Regions from separate parts of the Mus musculus genome. Here region 1 is linked to region 2. A link is a contact called in public Hi-C data. All regions are on one chromosome and are shown on one strand. Each heading gives the region's core, a stretch centred on a gene start, on an enhancer-like site or on the middle of the called end of the contact. The rest is flanking DNA. Distances are from core to core; before and after follow the strand shown. Region 1 overlaps Bcas3 (breast carcinoma amplified sequence 3). Region 2 overlaps Bcas3 (breast carcinoma amplified sequence 3).

Evidence for each region. Hi-C and Micro-C count contacts between places; a contact is called where the count stands out from the background.
Region 1: a Hi-C map of cortical neurons shows a contact between it and region 2, with 1.9 times the contacts expected there. The contact joins two enhancer-like sites. A contact is called at or near these places in 4 of 39 promoter capture datasets (cranial neural crest, hippocampal neurons, liver and 1 more), 1 of 484 Hi-C or Micro-C datasets (cortical neurons), 1 of 115 datasets of contacts at active chromatin or transcription factors (embryonic stem cells) and 3 of 9 other capture datasets (adipose tissue, liver and pancreatic islet).

Annotation. Positions count from the first base shown.
Region 1 is chr11:85,752,819-85,757,676 of GRCm38.p6, forward strand. All of the region lies in intron 22 of Bcas3 (breast carcinoma amplified sequence 3), which reads left to right. Among named protein-coding and RNA genes, the nearest start is that of Mir5110, 5.5 kb to the right of the region's middle. Within about 2 kb of position 2,418, at least 18 of the 459 cell types and tissues checked have an H3K27ac peak or open chromatin away from gene starts, as enhancers often do. A contact at or near this core is called in cortical neurons, where this site is marked.
Region 2 is chr11:85,638,048-85,642,948 of GRCm38.p6, forward strand. The region is part of intron 22 of Bcas3 (breast carcinoma amplified sequence 3); the gene reads left to right. Among named protein-coding and RNA genes, the nearest start is that of Bcas3os1, 79 kb to the right of the region's middle. Within about 2 kb of position 2,629, at least 52 of the 459 cell types and tissues checked have an H3K27ac peak or open chromatin away from gene starts, as enhancers often do. A contact at or near this core is called in cortical neurons, where this site is marked.

The sequences.
Region 1 (4,858 bases), core at 1,168-3,667, 110 kb after region 2:
ACAACTTGAGTCCCCATGTGGTTGCTAGGCATCGAACCCAGGTCTTCTGGAAGAGCGGCAAACCATTAACCATTACCCTTGCCCCCCTTGTGGCTTTTAAAGGAAAACAAATTTTGGGCTAAGCATTAGCACAGGCAGCATTAAGACCCGACCTGAGAAGGCTGCTCTCTAAGAGACTGCTCTGCAGGAAGGCCTAGGCACTTTTGCTAACTGCTATTTAGTGGAACTCTGGGTTTTTCTTCAGGCTTCAATTAGATGATTATTTCCAAATCTGTCATTTTTCCTGCTTCAGATCTTTCTAGAACAGTTCTAGGCTTGATATCGTTGGGCCAGTTTCACCAGCTTTGTGATTCTCTCAAAAACCAGCTGGCTTGATCAGAGAGAAGAAGGGGCCAAGTCCAGGGCCTGGCTCAGTGGTGCCCACCCTTGTGCCTCCCAGCTTCGGTGTTCTTTGCCTTGGTCCTGGGGCTCCCTTGGAGCTACACCCCAAGGGATGTCTCTGATTGTCTTCAGGTTCCTTTTTGAGGAACAAAGGAGCCTTCCCATTCCTTGCTTCTATTACAAGAGATACTGGAGTTTGCTTGAATACTTGGGGCCTTAGTGTGGACATGAGTCCAGCTTTCCCTTCCCACGGGGTTCACAACAACAGAGAGCCTAACCAGAGCTGCCTGGCCTCTGTCTGGCCTCCAGCTAAGATGCAAGCAGTTCCTTTGAACTGCATCTTCTTCTATTTGATGTCTTTCTAGTTGTATAAGACAGAAATAATCCCGTTCTTCCTCAGTGGGAGTGTGCCAGAGTACATTAGTAAAATATTCAGAAATAAAAGAAACTATAATTCTGAGAAACCGTGGAGGGACCTCTGGCTAATTTCATGTCTAAGTGTTCTACATTTCCCCAAACATTCCTGGATAAGGACTTAATAACTAATTCAGGAAATAACTAGATAAAGTATCTAATTCAAACTTGTGATTAATTTTATATGACCTTCTATTACAGATTTGTTTTTGTTTTTTGAGACAGGGTTTCTCTGTGTAGCCCTGGCTATCCTGGAATTCACTCTATAGATCAGGCTGGACTCGGAACTCAGAAATCTGCCTGCCTCTGCCTCCCAAGTGCTGGGATTAAAGGTGTGCATCACCACTGTCTTAAAATTTATGGATTTTTAAGACTTTTTATTCTTAAAAAGAGTGTATCTGTGTATGGATTTGTGCATAGGAGTGCTGTGCCTGTGGAGGCCAGAAGAGGGTACTGTATCCTCTGGAGCTGGAATCACCCAACAAGAGAACTGAACTTAGGTCCTCAACAAAAGCAGAATATACTTTTTTTTTTTTTTTTTTTTTTGGTTTTCTGAGGCAGGGTTTCTCTGTATAGTTCAGGCTGTCCTGCTGTCCTGGAACTCACTGTGTAGACCAGGCTGGCCTTGAACTCAGAAATCTGCCTGCCTCTACCTCCCAAGTGCTGGGATTAAAGGCGGTGCTCCACCACTGCCCAGCGCAGAATGCACTCTTAACTGTCGAGCCATCCATCTCTCCAGCACTCTTTCTTTTCTTTTCCCTCCTTTTTAGACAGGGTCTTTTGTGTCCCAGGCTGGGCTCTAACTTGCTCTGTAGTTGTCCTTGAACCTAGATCTTCTTTCTTTTACCTCTCAAGTGCTGAGACTGTGGGCATGAGTCACCAAACCCTATTGTTAATACTATCTAGATAAAGTGCATTGCAAAACATCAGCTATTTACATACAGATGTGACACAAATGCTAAATAATGCATCTTTATACCATGGTGTCTTGCAGCTTCCATACAGGGGTAAAATTGAACAAATAAGTAAGGTATTTTGTCTCATTGATTTTTGTTTTACCTGTTTAACAACCACTTGGAAGAGTGTGGTGTGGGACCAGGGTATTTGGGTCAGAAGCTGGCCAGGTGACAGAATTTGTGCATCCCAGTGCTATAAACAGCAGTGTATATAACCAGCCAAGCCCTGAAGCATGGCTGAGTGTGTGGGGGCTCTTGAAGGTGTCGCTTATGCCATTCGGCAAATATTTCTACTCAGGCCTTCGGTTGGTTTATAGCATTTCATTTTACAGCCCATCATAATGATAGTAACCCCAGCAAACATCAACAAGCCGTTAGAAACTATGGTGTCAGAAGATGGATGTGACCCCGGAGGCCCCATCCCATCCCCTCCTCCCCACTCTCCCACCCCCTCACGCATTCAGTGGATTTTTCTACCCAAAGTGGTTGCCATGGGTCTTGGGTCAAAGGAGGCTATTTGGAGGAACTTTTCTAAACACATTCTATTAAATGTTGAGAAAGCACACTCTAAAAACCAGGAGGCATCCACAAACCCCCGGCCCCTCTCGGTGAGTAAGACAAAAGGCAGCAGGCTCTATAAATACAGTACAGTGCTTTCAAGGATGCGGCTGCAGATGGCATCGAGAGGGAGAAAGCAGGAGGGAGCGCTCCGTGACACCCACGGAGCATGCTCTCTCCCTGCAAGTGCAGCCTCCCAAGACATTTTCCATTTCTGAGCAAGGAAACAACAATTACATTTTAAGTTGCATTGGTTAAGAACAGAGAAGTATAACTTGGCATGAGTCCCCTGTGCTAGCCTTCTAGAACAGATTGGTCTGTCACACCACACTAAGTCTGTTTTCTATCAGAGATTCCAAGCCAGCTTATTAAATAGATTTATACAATGAAAGAATCTAATAACAGAAACATTCACCTCCTTTATTACTTGGCATTATTTATGGTTTGAGTTTTTTTAGCTACTTTTTTTATGCACTAGAATCTGCCAACATTATACTTATAAAGTTTATGTACCAAAGTGTTAGTAGGCTGGGGAAGTACTGTGCATGACTCCCTCTGTCCATGCGGCTTCAGGCAGATCCTGGGGACTTCTCCCACCCTGTCCTCTAAGTGTTTTCAGTGTGGAATCCTATTGCCTTTGGATTCATGATTCAAACAGTGTTAATTCCACCTACCTCATCCTTTCCCCACTATAAGAAATGATGCTTTTCTTAGCTTTGCCTTGAGTGTAAGGGGGAGAGAGCCTTAGCTTGTGTGGGTTGGACAGAAAGGGCTCGGCTGATTCTTCACTGACTTGTAAGCATCTCTCAGAGTTTTCAAGACATAAGGCAGCCTCCATCTTCCTCCCCATTCAGAACAGGATAATAAGGGATGCATGACAGGTAGTCATGTCTAGAGAAAGTATGGGCAGATAGGACATTTGAATGCTAGCCTCAGTGTCACTTCTCCAAGTTTGCCTTTTCTCAAGGAGATATCCGGAACCATTCAAAGGGTTAGACCTGTGGGCCCGACATAGTGACAGGAAGGACACGGCATAGAACTATGTCCTTGGCCTTCTTCCTCTCCCGACTCCTGCTTGCCTGTCTAGCCTATATCTCTTAGGAATTAATATTTCCAACTCAGTTATGGAGTCAAGGAATTGACCAAAACTCTTGAGGAGTGAATGGCTTAGAAGACGGAACAAGCCTGTGCTACCTGACAACGCTCTCAGTCTCGTTGCAGACACTGGCATCTGAGCAGAGTAGTATGGTGCCTTAGCCTCTTCCAGAGGACGGGCTGTCAAGGCTGTGGGCCCTGTGTCTGGAGCAGGGCAGCCAGGAGGAGGGAGGTGTCTCCAAGAGAAAGGGCTAAGATCCAAGTGACCTGTGAGGACAGTGTGGCTCCTCAGTGGACAACACCTGGACCCTGGACTTCAGTTCCCAGCCTGCCTTTTTTATTTTAAATCACATATATGTATTCATGGGATAAATTATGGTAATTAGATATATGTAAATGTAATGATCAATTTTGAGTAATTAGCATTTATAATTTTCTCTGTTGGAAATCTTTTGGAAAGTAAGACTTTAAACTGGTTCCTCCTACCTAACTGTAGTTTGCTCTCTATTGCAACCCCCTTTGCATCCTCCATCTCCCTCTCCCTCCTAGACTCCACTGGCCTTTATTCTACTCTTTTATGAGATCAGTTTTTTATAATACAACATTCCTTCACCCATTCACCCATTGGTGGACACCCAGGTTGATTCTGTCTTGGCTATAGTAAAGATGAGAGTGTAAATTCCTCTTTTATATGCTAATTTCATTTCCTTTGGCTACAAACCCAGTGGTAGAATCACCAAATGGTGATGGTGGTTGTTTGGTTGTTTTTTTCTGAACCTTCGTATTATTTTCACGGTGATACTAAACTATCCCCCCCATAGTGTGTGGGAGTCCATTTTCTCCCTACCGTGTGTGGGAACCCCACTTTCTCCCCACCGTGTGTGGGAACCCCCTTCTTGCCCTCACCAGCCTTCTCTATCCTCACCAGGGTGAGGTGATGACTCCGTAGTGGTTTGGATTGCATTCACTGCTCACTGGTATGTTTTCTTTTAAGAAGTGTCAGGTTTGGGTCATTTGTCTATCTTTAAAATTGTATCCTTGGTTCTTTCCCTTGCATGGCTTGGGGTCCTTATGTGTGTCTACTTCTGCTTCCATGTTTGCATCTGTAACATAGCATACCTTCCTTCTAGCATTGTTAGGATAATTCAGTGGGTTCCTATCTGTAGAACACTTAAAATATTGCCTGGAGCCACCCATAAAAACTTTATTTGCAGAGCTGGAGAGATGGCTCAGCTGTGAGGAATATTTGTTTTTCTTGAAGACTCACAGGTTCAGTTCCCAGCACTTACATATGGCTTGCCACCATCTCGGACCCCAGTCTCAGGTCTGACCCCCCCCCCCTTCCCACCTCTGAGGACACTAGGTATGAAGGCAGAACACTCATACACATAAAAATAACTAACACTCATACACATAAAAATAACTAATTTTTTTAATGTTTAACTCTCAATAAT
Region 2 (4,901 bases), core at 1,379-3,878:
TTACCTGGCGCACTTACTCGTTTCATTTGCTATGGGTTTTAGTTTGCAAAAGACAAAAGAGTTCATTTCAGAAGTGTACCGTTTGAAGTAATTGTCTTCCCAGCCTCGAAAGGTGATCAACAAACAATGAGAGGATTTTTAATAGGAAATTAAAGAATATACAAGTGATTCGTGGGATGACTTCAACAAACCCATGTTACTGTATGATGAAGAAGGTGTAGGAGACCTACTGAGAGAGAGAGAGAGAGAGAGAGAGAGAGAGAGAGAGAGCGAGAGAGACAGACTGAGACTCTGTGTGTGTATGTGTGTGTGTGTTAGAGTTAAAAATGTGGGTCCATGTATAAACCACACTTTGGGTTTAGCAAAGTGTGAAAAAAAACTCATAACTTAGTTTTTACATAAAGTTTATGTAAAAGGTTCTTATGCTGTTTCTCCTGGAAAACGTGGCCTGGAGCAGTCACTAGTCCCTGGGCTTTGGTTACCACCCCTCCCCCACCCCCTGTCAAGTATTCATGCTTTCTTCTTATAGATTTATTATTTGATCAAGAAACAGAGCATTTGCATTTAGAAATGGATAATTCACACTTAAATCTTTTTTTTCTCATTTAACCAAGCTAAGCTGCAGTTAACGCGATGAGGTAAAAGGAGCTACTGAGAAAGGGTGCTTTTTAGCTGAATTTCAACATAGATCTGCCACCCAGGACTGGATTCTGATGTCTGCCCCAAGGCAAACCTTTCTGGTATTTGTCAATAAGCAGGAGGGAGATATTGGCTCTCGGATAACAGACATTTGGAGAACTGGCGACAGTCATGCAAGCGAGAACGTTCGAATGACTTCAGCTCTTTCCAGCTTCATTATGTCAGGCTGGCAGATCACATACGGCATTATGGAAATCAGCAAATGAAAACCATATTGATCTGCATTGAGAACAAATGTAAAAAAGGTGGTCTGGGGGAGGAGCAGGGCGGAGGAATGCTTTCCCGGTCAACCTGATAGGCCCTTGTTAAGGCCTTTTAATCATTTATTAACGTAACCCTCCTCCCCTCTCCACTCCGATTACCTCAGCCACAGAGCATCCTGCGCCATTTATCTTTTAATGTTTCCTTTATTTAATTTATTTTTAAACTCTAACTTATACTCTTATTTCAGAATCGAGCTTTACTTTTCATGGGATTGTCTTAAGTGACTTAAATGACTCTTCCCAACATGCTCACCAGGCTCAGAGGGAAAAGGCATTTGCTGAACCTCACCTGTCAGCAAATCATTTACTTGGTGTGCACCACAGACAAAAGCAGAGACAGTCAGTCAGCCAGACATGTTTAAAAGAGAGGGAGGGAGGGGGAGGGGAGAGGGAGGGGAAGAAGAGGAAGAAGGAGAGGGAAAGAGAATATCAAAAAGAAAAAACCCTAGAGTTGTTACTAAGTCTTTAATTCTCTGATTAAGGTTTGGGTCAGTGATATTAATTTTAAAGTCTTCTATCCAGGGATTGGAATTTAAACAGGTAAAAATACTTCCAGCCAAAACTTGGAATGGCAGTTGCCTGTCCTTTTTCTTTTCTTTTTCTTTTCTTTTTCTTTTTTTATTCTGTGGCTTCAGGGAAGGTGGCATCTCTTCTGTCTGCTTCTTTGGGGTAAACTTAGAGTAGTGTCTGCTCTGTATACACATAAAAGTGGAGAAATGGGAGCTGTAGCTTGTGGAGTCCTGCTTCCTGGATCCCCACTGGTGGTGGCATCTCTGTCGATGGCCCCTTTCCCAGGCCATCCTTATACCTGTGTTTGACAGCTTGCCCCTCCCACTCCCTCTCTCTGACTCCTTCCCCCACCTTTATTTTTATGTCCAGCTTCAGCATTTGGGAAGAGATTGCAGGGCTGATTTTTTTTATTTTTTAAATCTGCAATTGTGTTTTTTGTAGTTGATGGGTAATGTTGTGGAGTGAAACTTGGGGTGCTAGGTGGCAGCTAGTGGATTATTCTTTTCCCTTCATTGGAGCATATATAACACTTTTAAGGCTCACATGCATTGAAGAATCTGGACTGTGGCTACAGGTTAGTCTTGGGAACTGGTTGCATGCAGACAGATCAGCAGTAGGTCCCTTCACAGAGTAGTTGGCTGATTTACTGTTTGTGGGGTTGTTCCTCCCACCCCATTTGAAAACGCTTTCTTGAAGAAGTAGTTTCTGAAGTCTCTAATCAACATCACACACTGATTGAGTTCTGAAGTAGATGTTCCTAACAAGACAGCAGACATGTCCATCTCTGGCTGCCATGGTGATCAGATAGATCATTGACCATGGTCTTTGCTCTGGACTCTGCGGCTGAAGCCATTTGGGATTGATTATTTTTAACTCTGTGTTCCTCCTTCTTTGCTTTTCTTGTGCATCTTATGGGGAGGGGACATCTATCTCCTATTGATTTGGATATGAAAAGATGCCCAACGGGGAGGTCTGGTTTATCTAAGTAGAATTCAGGATTTTATTCATTTTGGCTGTCCCTGGAGACTCCAAAGATCTATTCAATAATATATTTGAAAAAAATCCATATATGAAACGGGCTCTCTCTCCTTGTGCGGGAGTACTCACCGCCTCCTAAGTGCTTTCCCTCTAGACTCGCCTTACTATCCCATGTTCCTTTCTGGGCGCCACATCAAACAGTGTATGAATTACAGCAGAGTGCCTGCCGTGTGGAGGACTGCTCGCCTTGTTTGTTGCTGAAGAGCAGGACATGAAACAGTGAGTGGGCTGTGCAGAAAGCAAGCTTGCCCTCCCTCCCTGCCTCCCTCCCTGCCTGCCTCTTCTGTCTCACTTGTTCCTCTCATTCTCTTCCTCTCTTTCTCCCTCCCTCCCTCCCTTTCTCTCTCCCTCCCCCATTCCCAATGGGAGTGTTGTTTATAGAGCATTATAATTTATAACTGAAGAGAGTGGATTTAATTTCAGTGGAGAGGCTCGCCAGCAGGGCGCCAGCCTGCAATCATATGAATCAGCAAGCTGCAAAGTCTATTGAATGGAAAGTATTATCGCTGGCCACAAACGGACACTGTTTCTCCTAAACAACTCCCTTGGTGCAGGAAGACCTTGTCTTCATTCATCTATTTTACATATCTACTTCTGTTTTAATTTTGCCATTTCCTAAAAGTGTTTTCTCTTTAGATTGCAACCTTTCTCTAACTACCTTATTTCCTGACGCAGCATTAGCAACTGCTCTTGTGTATTTCTGACTGATTTGATGTCTCTCCTGTCCTGACTCCTTATCGTGTGTGGCTGGACTTTTCCACTTACTTCTCCTTCCTGCATTCAGCTCCTTTTTTCTTTTTTAATGGGAGCTGTTAAATATGTAAATTAGCCTACAGTATTCCATTAGCATTAATATTGTAAAATGCTAGTCAGTTTCAATCACCTAAAATTTTATTTAATCATGGATATTTTGTTTATATGCTTGATTTATTTATTTTCTAACATCTATGAGAAGATTTGTTTCCACATTTTACGGACATCTGAGAGATGATTTCTCATCCTCTGCAGAGCCCATCAAATGTCTCATTGTGTTAGCGCGTTGCCCTTTGTGCCATGTTTTGCCCAAGGGTTTCAGTCATGTCTCAGAGAGAGTGATAGAGTGTGCACATGACTTTCTGTGGTTGATATTTGTTTTTTGATTTAACCCACCATCAACCGCTATAATGTAGTTAAACTAAATCTCTGAGTCATTTTAAAAATCAAATTAGACTTAGCAGGGCTGCCACCCTCTCCAAAGTGTTTTACTGAATTTGTGGAGCTGATACAGTTGTTGGGAGTTTAGGAAGTGAATCTTTGAGATTAGGCAGATCACATTAATATGATATCAAATATCAGGTTATCTGCAACCAGACTTCTAAGTATTTTCAACACTCAAGTCTTCACAAGAAAACTCAAGTCACACAAAGAGCCAGTTAACTGACACTGGTATTTGTTTGAAGAGGGAAAGCAGCCCACAAAAGCGGGAAAGGCCGCTTTTCAGAAGGAATCCTGTGTAGATGGTGGACAGCTTAGCCTGTTCAAAGAAAGGCGCTTATGTTTTTTAAAATAATGATAACCAAAATACAAAAGCCAGGAAATGACCAAATTCTAAGCTCAGATATTTCACGTGAAGTTCACATTTTATTGTTAGAAATGCATCCCTCTCTGTGTGTATAGAGGGAATTCATATTCAGCTTATATATTTTCTCGGCACAATTTAACAAATTAAAATATGTTGCTATAACTTTCTACTACAAGGACAAGCCTGTGAATTAGTATGTATTCATAATCTGTGCCCTTTAAAGTCCAAGAAGGAGTTACAGTGCTCACGTTCGCAACCATGAGTAGTATTCTTTTTCCTTTAGCCTCTGATTACTCAGTAAGAATTACACATAGGAACAGAAAATCAATATGTTTTCCTCTACTCATTTTCAAAATTAAATGTTGCTGTGGTTTGATATCAGAGAGGCTATACCCACCGTCAGCTTTGAGAGATTGTGTTTGGCTTATTTTTACATTCCTTATACTTGTGGGAGTTACTTTAAACAGAAATTAATCATCAACAAAAGTAAAATTTACACACACATAAGAAATAATGCATGAAATGAGAGCTTAGTTTCTGGGGTGATTTCAAGGGAACATCTTCCTAAATTCTGTTATTCTGACTTTCAAAGCACTTGTAAGTAAACCCACACGTGGGCACGCATTCAGTGGATTGTTACAATTATGGAAACTGCAGTAACAGAGAGTGGGAGAAGCCTTGTGCATCACTGAGGAAGTGTGGAGGGAGGGTGGCCAGCCTGGGCTGAGTCAGTCAATGGGGAGGATGCAGACTCCAGCTCTGAGGCCATGACGAGGCCTTCCGTCCTAGCCTGTTGCTTTGAAGGCTTCCCAGGGAGGCCTTTATGTCTC